5 separate regions of the Sus scrofa genome follow, and regions 1, 2, 3 and 5 are each linked to region 4. The links are chromatin contacts, called in public Hi-C, HiChIP or PLAC-seq and promoter capture Hi-C maps. All regions are on one chromosome and are shown on one strand. Each heading gives the region's core, a stretch centred on a gene start, on an enhancer-like site or on the middle of the called end of the contact. The rest is flanking DNA. Distances are from core to core; before and after follow the strand shown.

What was found. Promoter capture Hi-C pulls out the DNA fragments that hold promoters and counts their contacts. Hi-C and Micro-C count contacts between places; a contact is called where the count stands out from the background. HiChIP or PLAC-seq counts read pairs in DNA pulled down with a chosen protein or histone mark.
Region 1: a contact with region 4 is called in a promoter capture Hi-C map of fetal liver, with 4 times the contacts expected there. The contact joins the promoter of BRD4 here to the promoter of FAM32A in region 4. A contact is called at or near these places in 1 of 5 promoter capture datasets (fetal liver) and 2 of 47 Hi-C or Micro-C datasets (embryonic fibroblasts and omental adipose tissue).
Region 2: a contact with region 4 is called in an H3K27ac HiChIP or PLAC-seq map of alveolar macrophages. The contact joins the enhancer-like site here to the promoter of FAM32A in region 4. A contact is called at or near these places in 1 of 5 promoter capture datasets (fetal liver), 5 of 47 Hi-C or Micro-C datasets (embryonic fibroblasts, heart right ventricle, mesenteric adipose tissue and 2 more) and 1 of 2 datasets of contacts at active chromatin or transcription factors (alveolar macrophages).
Region 3: a contact with region 4 is called in a Hi-C map of embryonic fibroblasts, with 1.7 times the contacts expected there. The contact joins the promoter of AKAP8 here to the promoter of FAM32A in region 4. A contact is called at or near these places in 1 of 5 promoter capture datasets (fetal liver) and 1 of 47 Hi-C or Micro-C datasets (embryonic fibroblasts).
Region 5: a contact with region 4 is called in a Hi-C map of embryonic fibroblasts, with 3 times the contacts expected there. The contact joins the promoter of WIZ here to the promoter of FAM32A in region 4. A contact is called at or near these places in 1 of 5 promoter capture datasets (liver), 5 of 47 Hi-C or Micro-C datasets (embryonic fibroblasts, fibroblasts, heart right ventricle and 2 more) and 1 of 2 datasets of contacts at active chromatin or transcription factors (skeletal muscle).

Annotation. Positions count from the first base shown.
Region 1 is chr2:62,306,358-62,309,057 of Sscrofa11.1, reverse strand. BRD4 (bromodomain containing 4) reads right to left here and starts at 1,273. Exons shown (of 19, transcript NM_001204772.1): 1 at 961-1,273. The coding sequence starts at 1,245.
Region 2 is chr2:62,389,664-62,392,363 of Sscrofa11.1, reverse strand. It overlaps NOTCH3 (neurogenic locus notch homolog protein 3), which reads right to left. Exons shown (of 33, transcript XM_021083631.1): 28 at 2,549-2,633. Among named protein-coding and RNA genes, the nearest start is that of NOTCH3, 27 kb to the right of the region's middle. Within about 2 kb of position 1,308, at least 1 of the 83 cell types and tissues checked has an H3K27ac peak or open chromatin away from gene starts, as enhancers often do. A contact at or near this core is called in alveolar macrophages, where this site is marked.
Region 3 is chr2:62,220,656-62,223,355 of Sscrofa11.1, reverse strand. AKAP8 (A-kinase anchor protein 8) reads right to left here and starts at 1,296. Exons shown (of 14, transcript XM_003123431.4): 1 at 1,022-1,296. The coding sequence starts at 1,094. AKAP8L (A-kinase anchor protein 8-like) reads right to left here. Exons shown (of 24, transcript XM_005652898.3): 13 at 1,893-1,988; 14 at 1,022-1,792. The coding sequence ends at 1,490. All of the region lies in intron 1 of LOC110259330 (a long non-coding RNA gene), which reads left to right.
Region 4 is chr2:61,392,878-61,395,577 of Sscrofa11.1, reverse strand. FAM32A (family with sequence similarity 32 member A) reads left to right here and starts at 1,327. Exons shown (of 4, transcript NM_001243887.1): 1 at 1,327-1,430; 2 at 1,543-1,684. The coding sequence starts at 1,357. The region is part of intron 1 of CIB3 (calcium and integrin-binding family member 3); the gene reads right to left.
Region 5 is chr2:62,154,002-62,156,701 of Sscrofa11.1, reverse strand. It overlaps WIZ (protein Wiz), which reads right to left and starts at 1,307. Exons shown (of 9, transcript XM_021083626.1): 1 at 1,146-1,307.

The DNA.
Region 1 (2,700 bases), core at 24-2,523, 910 kb before region 4:
ACCAGATGTCTAGTAGAGGCTGAGGATCCTATACCTGTGCAGCTCTAACTTGTAGACCCTGTTGTCAAAAGCAACAATCATCTGATTTCAATTCCTTCATCCAGGGGTGTGTGGGAGATTTGGCAAACAGCAGAGGGCAATTTAAAGACAAATTAGTTCTTGATGCTTTGAAAAAAGGAAAAAATTAAACATGTTTATTACGTTTGCTCCCCAAGGTTCAGTTAGAGGTACAAGTTGAGTTTCCAGAAACATTTACAGGATGTCGGCAAACTCTCAAAGGAAAAAGGAGAGGAATAAGGGTACAAAAGAACAAGAGCAAGTGCAATGTGGCCACAACGAGGCGGGCAGGTGTAAGGGTGCAGGGGCAGCCAGAGGCAAAGCTGCACCCAAATCCCCCCTCTCCATCAAGGCTACCTCTACATACTTGGCTCGCTGGAAAATACTCAACTACCTGCCCTGTGCTCTGGGTGATGATGATGATGCAAGTACCAGAACAGGTACTATAGCCAAACCACTCCCCTTCCCACACAATCTGACCAACTACTTCTGCTGAGCCCAATGGGCCAGTCTGGGTGACCACATCTGAGAAGGGAGGACCTGAACTATCAAGTGACCCCACAGTGGCTCTCCCATGGGGCTGAAAGGCAAGTTGCAATGCAAGCATTCCTCCATTCCAGTTTTGATCTCTCTACATAGTATTTCCCAGAATCCTAATATCGAAGAAACCAGTTACTGTTTAAGCCAGTTAGCACATTCTCTCCCCTTCACTACTTTCATTCATCAGGACTACTGAAACCACTCACCCAAGGGCCCCGTGGGTGCTGGAGTTCAGAGCCAGGCCATGCACTTTCACAATGACTTCAAAGGCACCCCCATCTCCCAAAAGGTCCACCCGCACCAGAAGCAACACAGGAGGAGACCTGAAGAATAGCAGCTCCAGACCCTGCCCAAGTTACTCACAGGGAGGTTTAGCTTGACGGCATCCACAGGCTGCTGGAAAGGCCACGCAAACTGGTGTTTCCATAGTGTCTTGAGCACCACTTTGAGCAGATATTGCAGTTGGTTGGTCTGCCTCTTGGGCTTGTTGGGGTTAGAAGTCTCCGGGGGTGGGGGGTTGGTGCTGGCTGTATTGGCTTGCTGGGGTTGGGCCTGGGCCTGCGTTGTAGACATTTGGGTAGTTTCTAGTCCATCCCCCATTACTGGCAGATTTCTCAATCTTGTCCCAGGGCCGCTCTCCGCAGACATGCTACTGATCCCATCACATTCTTCACTGGGCACTCTACAAGGAAAGAGAAAAGCCACCATCAGAGAACAGGCAGTAGATGGGTGCCACTCACAATGATATTGCCCAGGGCTGTAGCCTTCAAAGGCTGAGTTCCTTTAGTGAAAACTGATTAGGCTGACTGGGGAGACACTCTGTGCACTAACTAAAGGGCCCTAGTGTCTACTCTCCTCAAGGACTCATCATCCAGTAGAGAAAAGAGATCAAGTACCAATTTTGAGGGAGTGGGCATGGAGTCCAGAGTCCAGTAGGAGCTGGAAGGGGCTGCGGGAGCTACAGAGTTCAAGAGAAAGTGGGTATAATAAGCATCAAACAAGTTTTCACATCTGTGAGTTTTGAGGGGACAGTGTGTGTGAGAGATAATGATTTGCAAGGCCCAAACTACATCATTTTCATTAAATTTCTTTCTTTCCTTTTGTCTTTTGTCCTTTTAGGGCCCCACCTGAGACATATGGAGGTTCCCAGGATAGGGGTCTAATCAGAGCTGTTGCTGCAGGCCTATGCCAAAGCCACAGCAGTGCTGGATCCAAGCAGTGTCTGCAACCTATTCCAAAGCCTACGGCAACACCAGATCCTTAACCCACTGGGTGAGGCCAGGGATCAAACTCGCAACCTCATGGTTCCTAGTCGGATTTGTTATCCATTGCACCATGATGAGAACTCCCATTTTCATTAAATTTCTTATTTATGGTTCATGAAGCATACAGCCAAATCGATAATTCCACTTGGCGAGTAAGGGCCGGGCAGGATGGAGCAGGAAGGTCACCACCCTTGAATAGCCCATGCAGTCCACTGCTGAGTGCTCAGGGCCAAGTCTTGTACTTAGGAAGAAAATTTTCTTGATAACTTAATGCATGTTTGCTGATGAAAGGTAACTAACTGCTGATAACATAAAAATGAATCCAGGAGTTCCCACTGTGGCACAGTGGTTAACGAATCCGATTAGGAACCATGAAGTTGTGGGTTCGATCCCTGGCCTTGCTCAGTGGGTTAAGGATCCGGCGTTGCCGTGAGCTGTGGTGTAGGTTGCAGACGCGGCTCGGATCCCGCATTGCGTGGCTCTGGTGTAGGCTGGTGGCTACAGCTCCAATTAGACACCTAGTCTGGGAACCTCCATATGTCGTGGGAGCTGCTCAAGAAAAGGCGAAAGACAAAAACATAAAAATGAATCCATACATGACCTACAATTTTATTAACCAGATTTTCAAAGCTTATTTATAAAGGTACAGAGGAGTACCTCCTGTGACAGCTCCTATGGAAGGAGAAGGGGGGGCCACATGAGAACACTTTTCAGTGATTAGCACTCTGTCCTACACACTGCCCTCAACCCCCTGCTGCTTCAGCCCACATCATGAGCATCATTTAAAGGGCAACTTTGCGCACTTGTCCAGTTATTCTAACAGGACAACTGCAGGACA
Region 2 (2,700 bases), core at 59-2,558, 1.0 Mb before region 4:
ACACACCTGTCTATACACTAGACAGGAACACACCTAAAATGAAGTTAAGAGAACAATCCTATTGACAACAGTATGGAGAAAAACAAAAAATTTTAAGGAGTTCCCACTGTGTACAACAGGACCAGAAGCATCTCTGGAGCACTGGGACACAGGTTCAATCCCCAGCCCAGCACAGTGGGTTAAGGATCCTGCCTTGCCAAAGCTGCAGCGTGGGTCACAACTGTGGCTTAGATCTGATCCCTGGCCTGGGAACTCCAAATGCCACTGAGTGGCCGAAAAAGAAAACAAACAAACAAAAAACTTTAAAATTAAATTTAACAGAAGAAATGCAAAGCTTGTATTCTGGAAATTACGAACTATTGATAAAAGAAATGTGGGAGTAGAGGGATCCTGCAAGGATCAGTATTAATCTGGGAAAGGAAGGGAAGGTGAGTGGGAAGATGAGAAGTAGGGAGTTACCCTGGATACCATGAAGGCTCCCACCTGGTACCACAAACAAGAACATGAGGTATCAGGACTGAATAATCACACACTTGTGTATTGATTTATCCTCAGGAGCCCAGCACCTGGGCCCCTCGCAGGAGCTCAATACATTTCAGACTCATGGTCCACAAGAATGAATGATGTTATCCAAACGAAGTGGGATATTCCTAACTAGCCTGGCTGGACATTTAAGAGCCTACAGACAGAGAGCTTGATCAAGCCAGACCTGAGCTTACGAACCCAGATGGGGAGATGAAATTCACAAAAGGGAAGATCCAGGTGATGGACAGCTAACCAGAAAGGGGTCCTGGAGGATGGGAGAGCCTTCAATGTTGATTTGATTTCTGACACTGTCACTTAATGGGCTTGTGACCCTGGGCAAATTACATCAGAACTCTGAACTTCTCATGATAATGCAATCACTCTGCAATGCTAAAACGCCATCATAAACATTATGCACCATATACTGAACGCCACTTTTGGATGAGAAAGGGAGAAAAAAGCCTGGGGCAAGCAGATTTCTTCAGTTGTCAATTGTAATAGATGTCTCCATTTCAACAAACATTAAAATATAGGCAGGCCAGAAATAGCTAAGAATGGAGATGTCTATCAATAGCTGCTTTATGGCATCCTCCTAACGATGAAACAAGTTGCTTTGTGTGTTTTCAAGACATTCAGCAAGTATGAAAGTAATGCTAGCAGGAGCCTGTTATGAATTGTGTTCCCCCCCAAAAAAATATGTTGAAGGCCTAACCCCCAACATGACTATATTTAGAGATAGGGCTTTTAAGGAAGTAATTAAGATTAAATGAAATCATAAGGGTGGGGTTCTATAAGAAAAGGAAGAGAAGAGTTCCCCTTGCAGTTTAGTGGGTTAAGAGCCCAACATAAGGAGTTCCCTTCGTGGCTCAATGGTTAATGATTCTGACTAGGATCCATAAGGATACAGGTTTGATCCCTGGCCTTGCTCAGTGGGTTAAAGATGTGGCATTGCCATGAGCTGTGGTGTAGGTCGCAGATGCAGCTCTGATCCCAGCAGCTGTGGCTCAGATTAGACACCTTAGCCTAGAAACTTCCATGTGCCACAGATGAGGCCCTAAAAAGCAAAAAAAAAAAAAAAAGAGCCTAACATAGAGTCCATGAGGATATGGGTTCAATTCTCAGACTCCCTCAGTGGGTTAAGGATCTGGCATTGCCACAAGCTGCAGTGTAAGTTGCAGATGTAGCTCATGGCTGTGGCAGAGACTAGCAGCTGCAGCTCCAATTTGACCCCCAGACTAGGAACTTCCATATGCCACAGGTGCGACCATTAAAAAAAAGGAAAAGGGAAAGAAGAGGAGTTCTCTTGTAGTGCAGTGGATTAGGGATCTGGTGTTGTCACTGCAATGGCTGCTATGATGCAGGTTCAACCCCCAGCCTAGGAACTTCCACATGCTGTGGGCATGGAGAAAAAAAATTTCATTTGGAATAGCATAATGAACTAGTAAATATCCAGGAATAAATCTAACAAAAGATATGGAGAAAATTATAAAATTTTATAAAAAAAATAAGAAGAAGAAGAAGAGATACCAGCATTCTCTCAGCATCCACACACAGAGGAAAGGCCACGTAAGGACACAGTGAGAAGGCACATTCTACATGCCAGGAGAGCCCTCACCAAGAACTAATCCTGCCAGCACTTTGATCTCGACCTTCAAGCCTCCAGAACTGTAAGAAAATAAGGGTCTGTTATCTGAGCCACCCAGTCTGCGGCACTTCATTAGGGCAGCCCAGGCTGAATAGACAGGGCCCACAGGTGTGGTCCTAGGATAGGAAAAGATGAGCTGGGAGCACTCTCAGGCGGGGCACATAGGACAAAGTTGGATGCAGCAGAGAGAAAGCAGAATCACTGTCTGGGCCAGGAGATCCCCTCTGGGAAGACCCCAGGCTGGCCCAGTTAGAGGAGCAGGATGGGGTGGGTACCATGGCTGTTCTCCAGAGCCAGGGACAGTGGACATTTCCCTCCCTCTCCCGCTGACCACTGGGCCCCCACCCAGGACCCTGAGGGCAGAAGAGGGGACACAACCTTCAGTCGTTTGGCCTCTGGGCAGTCTGTGTCCATCCAGTCTGTGGCCACCTCCCCCATCAGACTCTCACCCTTGGCCATGTTCCTGTGGGACAATGGGAAGGGGGACAATGGGTGAGTAGGCACGGGGGGTGGGATGAGTCCAGTGAGGG
Region 3 (2,700 bases), core at 47-2,546, 830 kb before region 4:
ATACTGCCACCATTCAAGACTAGCGCCTTCCCTGTTGCAGCCAAAATCAGATCGCTTGCTTCTCAAACCTCAAACACCTGGATGGGGTATCGGAGCTTGGTCAAGCCCATTCCTGCATATTTCTACTGCTCCCGGCGGGTAAACGCGGCTTCCAGCATAGAACAAAAGCCTCCCAGGAGGCTGATTCTAGATTGAGAGGTCACCCAAGAAGGTCCTGCCGCAGGCTCTGAAACTCAAGTGGAGAAAGGGCACATTCTCTTTTACAAAACCCCTCTGGCATCTCCAGGCCACCACAAGGCGATGCCCGGAGGAGAACCACTAACGGGTTTCCAAGTTTTGACAAAGAAAACACCCAGCATTTGACTCTCAGTGTCTTGCCTCAGAGCTACACAACCCAGGGAGAACGCAGGCGCCGCACTACTCAAGGCCTCAGCACTGCACCGCTGGCGGTCCGAACCTGTGCCGCTCATACCGCTTCCGGACCGGTGCTCCAGGCCACGTGGGCGGCGCAGAAGACCCAACGAAGCCCCGCAAGTACCCAGGAAGGCCCGAAGGCCGGGAAAGAGACAGCAGTCCCTCCTCCCGCCGCGGCTGCAGACCCCACGCCCCACAAGCTCGCGCCATAGCTCCGCCCTCTGGCGCCGCCATTTTGTGGCGTCTTCCGAAAGAGGCTGCGGCCCTGCGGGCGGCAGGGATCCGCGGGGCCTACAGCCCCGGTGGGGCTGAGAAGCAGAAACGGTCCTAAAGGCTCAAGGCGCCCCCCGAAGCCCGCCGTAGCGTCGGCCAGCCGAACTCCGCCGACGTCCCCAGGTTCCATCGGCCAATCCGCATGCAGCGGCCCGGGAGCGACTGCGCCGAGGTCCAATGAACTGCGTGCGCGCGTCCCGGCCGCCCCTCTGCAGGGCCGGACTGTAGTAACTGGGCTCTGGAGTAGGCCCCAGCCCGTGGCCCTCTGCGCGGCGACGGTGTCGCCTGGGCACCACCTGCCCGTCCCACCCCGCACTAAGTTGCCCACACTAACCTCCGTAGCCCTGTTCCATGTCTTCAGCTCGGCCCGCCAGCAGCTCCTCTTTCCAGACTACCACAGGACGCATGCGCTGAACCCAACTCCCGCTGTCTTCTACTGGTAAGCCAGTTGATACGTCACCCCTTCCGCGCGCAACTACTGGCGGGAATTTACGACGGACCCGCCCTCACCACTCCAGGTGGCCTTCCGGTTGTTCCGGATCGGTGCTCATAGCATCCTGGGAGTTTTGGTCCGGGCCGCTGTGCCTCGCAGCGCGCAAGCGTATCCCTGCTTCTCCTCGCCGCTAGTGCGCAGCTGCAACCCATCCTTCCGAGGCCCACCCACAGATACACACCTCTAAGCAGAGATCCAGTCGCTCGCCCACTAGGACCGCACCACAGACAAAATAAGAAGAGGTGGGAAGGGAAGAACTTTATTAGACTCCGCTTCTAGCCTCTGCCACGCGGGCCCCGCCCGCCCGGGTCATGGAGCGCCCCCTCCGCCCTCCTCCTCGTCGTCAGCCTCTACATCGAGGCCTGGGATGCCTCGGATTTGGCGCTGCAGCGCCCCGCCCAGCAGGGGCAAGGCTTCCTCCTCCTCCTCAGGGGGCGGAGGTGGGGGCGGGGTCGCAGCCCCAGAGACCGGTTCCGGGGGCACCGGGGGCTGAGCCGGCGCGTCCTCTGCGACTCCCGCTGCTTCGACTAGCGCCCCCTCATCCAGGGCACCGCCCTCGGCCTCCTCCTGTTCCTTCTCCTCCTCCGGGCTGTCGGTGAAAGGGTTCTCTCCCTGCGGGGGACGGCGATACTTTAGAAATGGGAGCACCCCAGGGCCCGAATCAGGCACCGGGGCTGGGGACCGGGCCGCGTGACAAAGGCAAGCACCTCACCTTCAGATAGCGTTCCAGCTTCTTGCTGATGAGCTTGTTGTTAAGGATGCTGCGAGCCACCATGAGCGAGGACTTCTTAGACTGCTCCATCATGAGCTGCGGGCAAGGCAGGCAGGGCTGGAGAGGCTGCTCCAGGCATCCAAAACTCGCCCCATTCCCACCAAGCCAGATCGGTAAGGGCACCCCTCTCCACCTACACCTCGGGGCTCAGCACCGCCAATGATTCCAACCAGATTTCGTAGGTCTGTAAATGTACCCTTGGGTACAAGCTTGATTTCCCCTCTACAAGCATGGAACCATGACCTGATTTGATCCTTGCCCAAATGCTCCTCCATCTTTCCATACCATACTTACTTACTGTATGTAACTGTAACTGATTAAAGACATGTCTTTACAGCTGTATGGCAGAAATCTGATTTGCTTACATAAAAATTATAAGCAGTGAACAAATTAAGAAACCTATTGAAGACCAAGTAAATGTGCAACCCCTAACAAGGGGCCACCTGCCTTAATATGAAAGGAACTCTCTAGGATAAACGAGGTATAAAAGCAGGAATATGAACGTCAGTCAGTGTATTTAACTAATATACATACATCTTTTTATTCCATGGGATTCCCAGGATTAAGAATTATACCCCCAAATGGGAAGGTTAAAAAGAGACACTTAATACTCTGCAGGCGAGAGGTTCAACTGTTTATTTTCTGCAAATCAGTTTGATAGAATGTATCAAAAGTAAAAGTTTTTGGAGTTCCCAACCTGGCTCAGTGGTTAACCAACCCGACTAGGATCCATGAGGATGTGGGTTCC
Region 4 (2,700 bases), core at 78-2,577:
TAAAGGATATGGCTCAGAATATTATCTATAGCCCTTGAGGAGGAACCAAAGGCCCTTGAGTTTGTTTAATAGCTAAACCATTATTATTTTGTCTCACTTGACTGTTTTCCTTTGTTTCTGCAATTTCTCACTTCTCTGATTAAATTTACTCTTTGGAATTCAAAGGAAGCCTCGGAAGCTAAAGTTTTTCTGCAAACAAGAGGCAGGTGGAGGACATGGTGGGTGTGGGGGGTGGGTGTCTGTTCCAGTTATGTGGAATAACACTCACCAAAGAAGAAGAATGGTAATACTGTTGTACCCAACAACAGGAGGGATCTCAAACACATTATGCCCAGTGAAACTCTAACTCAAGAAAACACATGTGTTATGATTCCATGTACATGAAACATTTTTAAAAAGACATTCACAACCTATAGTGAGAGAAAACAGATTTGGAGTTGCCTGGGAAGAGGGATAGAAGGGTTAACTGGAAAGAAGAACAAAGGAATTTGGGGGTGACAAAATGTTCTATATTTTGATTGTACAGGCGATTACATAGGTGTATAAATGTGACAATATTCATGGAAGGGTACAATGTAAATGGGTGTCTTTTACTGTTTATAAATTGTACCTCAATAAAACTGATTTTAAAAAATAATTTAGGAGTTCCCACTGTGGCATAGTGAGTTAAGAGCCGGGTGTAGCTCCGTGAGGATGCAGATTCAATCCCTGCCCCTTGCTCAGCGGATTAAGGATCCAGCATTGCAGCAAGCTGCAGAGTATGTCACAGATGTGGTGTCTGTGGCATAGGCCTGCAGCTGCAGCTCCAATTCCACCCCTAGCCTAGGAACTTTCATATGCCACAGGTGCAGTGGTAAAAAGAAAAAAGACAATTCTTAAATGCCACCAACAATATATTTCACATATTACTATCATTTACCAAAAGCTGGAAAACTAACCACTACTAATTAGGTTTACAAAATTAGGTAATCTGTTGAACCCTCAAAATATGGCAATAAACTCAAGAAAACGTTGGGTTTTAGGAAACTGCTTCTCTGTCAAAGAGTGAGCGAGGAGGGTGTGGAGGATGAAAGGGCCGGGTGGTGGGGGAGGGTTGGGAGGTGGTGAATGGGCTCGGAAGTAGCACCAAGGCCGGAAGTATGGCAGGAGGCAGGATGCAGAATGCAGAGGATGTGAACTCACCTGACCTCCAGGCCCAACCCGGAACCCAGAGGTGTGGCGAACGCGGCTTCCAAGGGCGCACGCGCACCGCCTGGATAAGCCAATCAAAACAAAGGGAGGCGGGCGTTTGGGTGGAAGTTGCTTTCTCAAACAGGAAGTGTGGCATTTTTACAGCCCGAACGTCAAACCGGGTCCATGGAAGACTACGAGCAAGTCCAAAGGGGGCCCCTGAAGCTGAAAGGTGTAGCAGAGCTCGGAGTGACCAAGCGGTAAGTCCCGAGAGCCCACGGGACCCCATATTCTGCCTTTTTAAGCTTCTTCCTGAGGCCCGGGGTTGGTGCTCTGACCTGCCATTACCCTCGCTCCCACCCGTCTCCCCAGGAAGAAGAAAAAGAAGGACAAAGACAAGGCGAAACTCCTGGAAGCCATGGGAACGAGCAAAAAGAACGAAGAGGAGAAGCGGCGCGGCCTGGACAAGCGGACCCCGGCCCAGGCGGCTTTCGAAAAGATGCAGGAGAAGCGGGTAAGTTGGGTGAGGAGCCGAGGGACGCCCCGCATCTCCCGGGGTGGATTCAGAGGCAGGGCCTGGAGACTTGTAACCAGGATCTACCCCAGGACACTCCGGGGAGGGCGAGTGGCCAGAGTGGACGTTAATTACCGGGAGAAGCTACTGCCTGAGTAGAAGACAAGAGTCCGTTGCGGGGAGCTCCGAGGATAGGAAGCTTCTCTGGCGAAGTGTATTTCAGAGGGGCGGGCTAGAGATCCCGGTTTCGATTCCAGCGCGGTCCCTCATTTGCCCAAGACACTGTGGGTCAGGGACTCCTCTCTCCTTCCCTCACTTTCCTCATGTGTAGGGGTAAGGATAATGCTTTCTTCTAAGAAGAATGGAAACTTTGGATGAGGTGATGCAGGTAAATGGCATTAAGTCTGGCATGAAGTCAGTGCTTAAATGATGCTGGCTGTTGATATTAAATGGGCTGCTGTAAGTCACCACGAAGTGTTTCCACGACTTCGGCAGCTTCAGATATGTTGTGTTTTAAGGCTCTAATGAGTGGTTTTCTCTTAACATTGAATACAAGGCCCCCAACTGAGAACCACTGGCCTAGACTGATTATTTCCTCCTGCAAGCATTATGGGCTGAACTTATCTATTCTATGCCGACCTCTCATATCTCTCACCACCCAGTTTTTATTAAAAAATAAATAAGGCAGATTTTTGGAGTTCCCCGTTGTGGCTTAGTGGTTAACAGATCCAACTAGGAACCATGAGGTTGCAAGTTCGATCCTTGGCCTTGCTCAGTGGGTTAAGGATCCGGCGTTGTGGTGAGCTGTGGTGTAGGTTGCAGACGAAGCTCGGATCCTGCATTGCTGTGGCTCTGGCGTAGGCCGGCAGCTACAGCTCCCATTCGACCCCTAGCTTGGGAACCTCCATATACTGCGGGAGCAGCCCAAGAAATGGCAAAAAGACAAAAATAAATAAATAAATAAAATAAAAATAAATATAAATAAATTAAATAAAGCAGATTTCTAAAGCAGGAGA
Region 5 (2,700 bases), core at 58-2,557, 760 kb before region 4:
TCCTATTACTTCTCCTAGGTGCCTCCAGTCATTCATACACAGCTATACTTTCCCCAGTTGTGCCTCCACTGCCTTGCACATGCATATCCTGCGTGCATGCTTCGGCTTGCATCCCGGCCACTTCCACACTCTGATCCTATACACTGTCTCAAGTCCCCCCATCATTACCCCTGCACTTTTCTTTTCTTACTTCAGTTGCCTGTATCAGTTACCCCTGCACTTTTCCCACAGTCCAGGCCCCCTCCCCACACGGAACCTTTGGGTTCTCCAGCATTAACCCCTTTACCCTCACGCAAGCCTCAAGTGACCCCAGCATTAACCCCTTCACTTCACCCCAACATTACCCTTCATGCATACTCAGCCTGGGTTCCTCCATCCCACCCTCCCAAGATCTCTCTAGTCCGCCGTCAAAAGGGAAGGATGGGGCTCCTGGTCCAGAAATGAGGACCCTGGGGAGGCTGTGGGGGTGGGGGCTTTCTTCTCCACCTATAAATACCTTCAAGGTAACGGCGGCAGAAAGTGAAGGGCAGGAATGAGGCGCCCTCCCCAGGGAGACGATGGGGAGGCCGATCCCAAGCAACCGGGGCGGGGCCGGGGCTCCAGGCCTGGCAGCAGGCGCTGCCCTCGGGGACCTGGGGGCTCCCTGGGGGCCTGTCCGTGGACTGGCCGTTGTGGTGGGGGTCCCTGCCCCGGCCCCAAGGAGGCACCTGCGGGTTCCCACCGGGTGGGCACTGCCCGCGGGGAACCGGCGGGACCGCAACTTCGGAGCACTTTGGCAGCGTGGGGAGGGGGGCTCCTTTCTGGACGCCCCCTCCCGGGGTAGCAGAGGTGGTGGCGGTGCCACGCCAGCGCACCCCTCGGGGCGCTAGGGTCCGGAAGATGCGCCCCCCCGCCCGTGCACCTCGGGGCGGGAGACCCCGCGGGACGCGCCGAGGTAGGAGGGGGACACCTGCCCCACGACCCCCCGCTCCTCCCCCCAACCTGTGCGGCCCCGCCCCCGACAAGGCCCCGCCCCTACAGGCCCCGCCCCCGCCCCCCGCCCCCCGCCCCGGGGGGTCCCGCCTGGCCCGGCCCGGCCCGGGCCTCCCCCTCCCCGCGCCGGCTCCGCCCCGCCCGCGGGCTCCCCAGGCCGGGCCGGGCCTCACCGGGGAGGCGGTGCCGCCGGCTGGGTGCCGGGGCTCGGAGCTCCCTTCTTTGGTGCGGCCGTCGCTGCCGCTACCGCCCTTGCAGCTCGCGGTGCCGGTGCCGCGGCCTCCGCAGCCGCCGCCGCCTCCACCGCTCGGGGGACATTGTCCCTTTAAATCGCTCCCCCCGCCGCCCCGCCCCCCCGGCGCGCCGCCGTGACCTCAGCGCGACAGCCCCGCCACGCCGCCATGATGGGGAGGTCCGGGACCCCCCCCTCCCCGCCCCCCCTCCGCGCCACCCCGGTTGGGGGGGGGGCAACCAGCAGGCGCGCCGCCATGTTGGGAGTGGCCAGGAGGGTCACCCTTAAAGGGCCCGCGCGACCTGAGAGTCCAGGGAGAGGCTGTTACCATGACAACACTCTTGTGCTCATGCCCTCAGTGGCTCTTCATCACCCTACTAGTTTTTCCAATGCTAGCCCAGTTAATAGAATCAGAAGAGTGGAGAGGGGATAGAGAAGTTCCCCCATGGGTCGTTTTTAGGTCATTGAGGACTCCACATGGTCAATAGCCTTCAGTCCTCTTCTCCCAGTTCCAACCACAAGTTCATTCTTTCCTTCCCCGCTATGCAGTACTTCTCTGCCCCTAGAGCTGCCTTAGGTCCCCAAACCTAAGCCCCCTTTTCTACCACCTCCCAGGATCATAATCTCCAGGCCTACCTCACAAAGCACACATAATAGGCTTTATGCTTCTACCCAAAACCCATCCACATGTCTAACTCATCCATCTCCCTACCTATTCATTCACACATTCAGTTGATCAACCACTCATCTACCCATCCAGTCAACTAACCACCTATCCATCCACCTATCCAAACACCCACTTAAAGTAACCATCCACCTACTCATTCATTCACTATCCAATTAAATACTTATCCATACAATCAAGCAAGCAAACACCCATCTCTACACACATACCTTCACCTAGTCACCAAAACACCCATCCATCAATTGCATGTTTGTTTGTCTCTTTCACCAGAGAGTTCCATGATGACAAGAGTCATTATAGTTCATCATTGTTTCCCTACTGCCCAGCTCAAGCCTTAAGAAACCTCAAAAAATGTACATACAATACATATAACTGCTTACTCAATTCAAATATTTATTTCCTATTATGATCCAGTCCTTTTCCAGGCAGGCATACCCATTCCAGCTAACTACCTACTCAGCTACTCACCTACAAGGGTGAACATCCAACAAATGCTAACCTATTAACCATCTACCTATTGTGCTGTCCACCCTATCTCTCACCCACTCACCCACACATGATTTAAATGCCCACTCATTTTCTAAGCAACCACCCACAGAGCTTAACCATCTTCATACATACCCAATCCTTCCTTTGTCTGCCTCCCAGACCCAAGTCCTCGCCACCATGAGGGAGCTGGTATGGAATTTGGAGCCCTAGAAAGATGCTCTCATCTGGAATCTGGGCTTCACTGAGAAGCAGATGGTGCCCTAACAATGACAAATACCTTTTATTGAGCACTTTAAACTATGGGTCTTTTACTGTGCAAGGA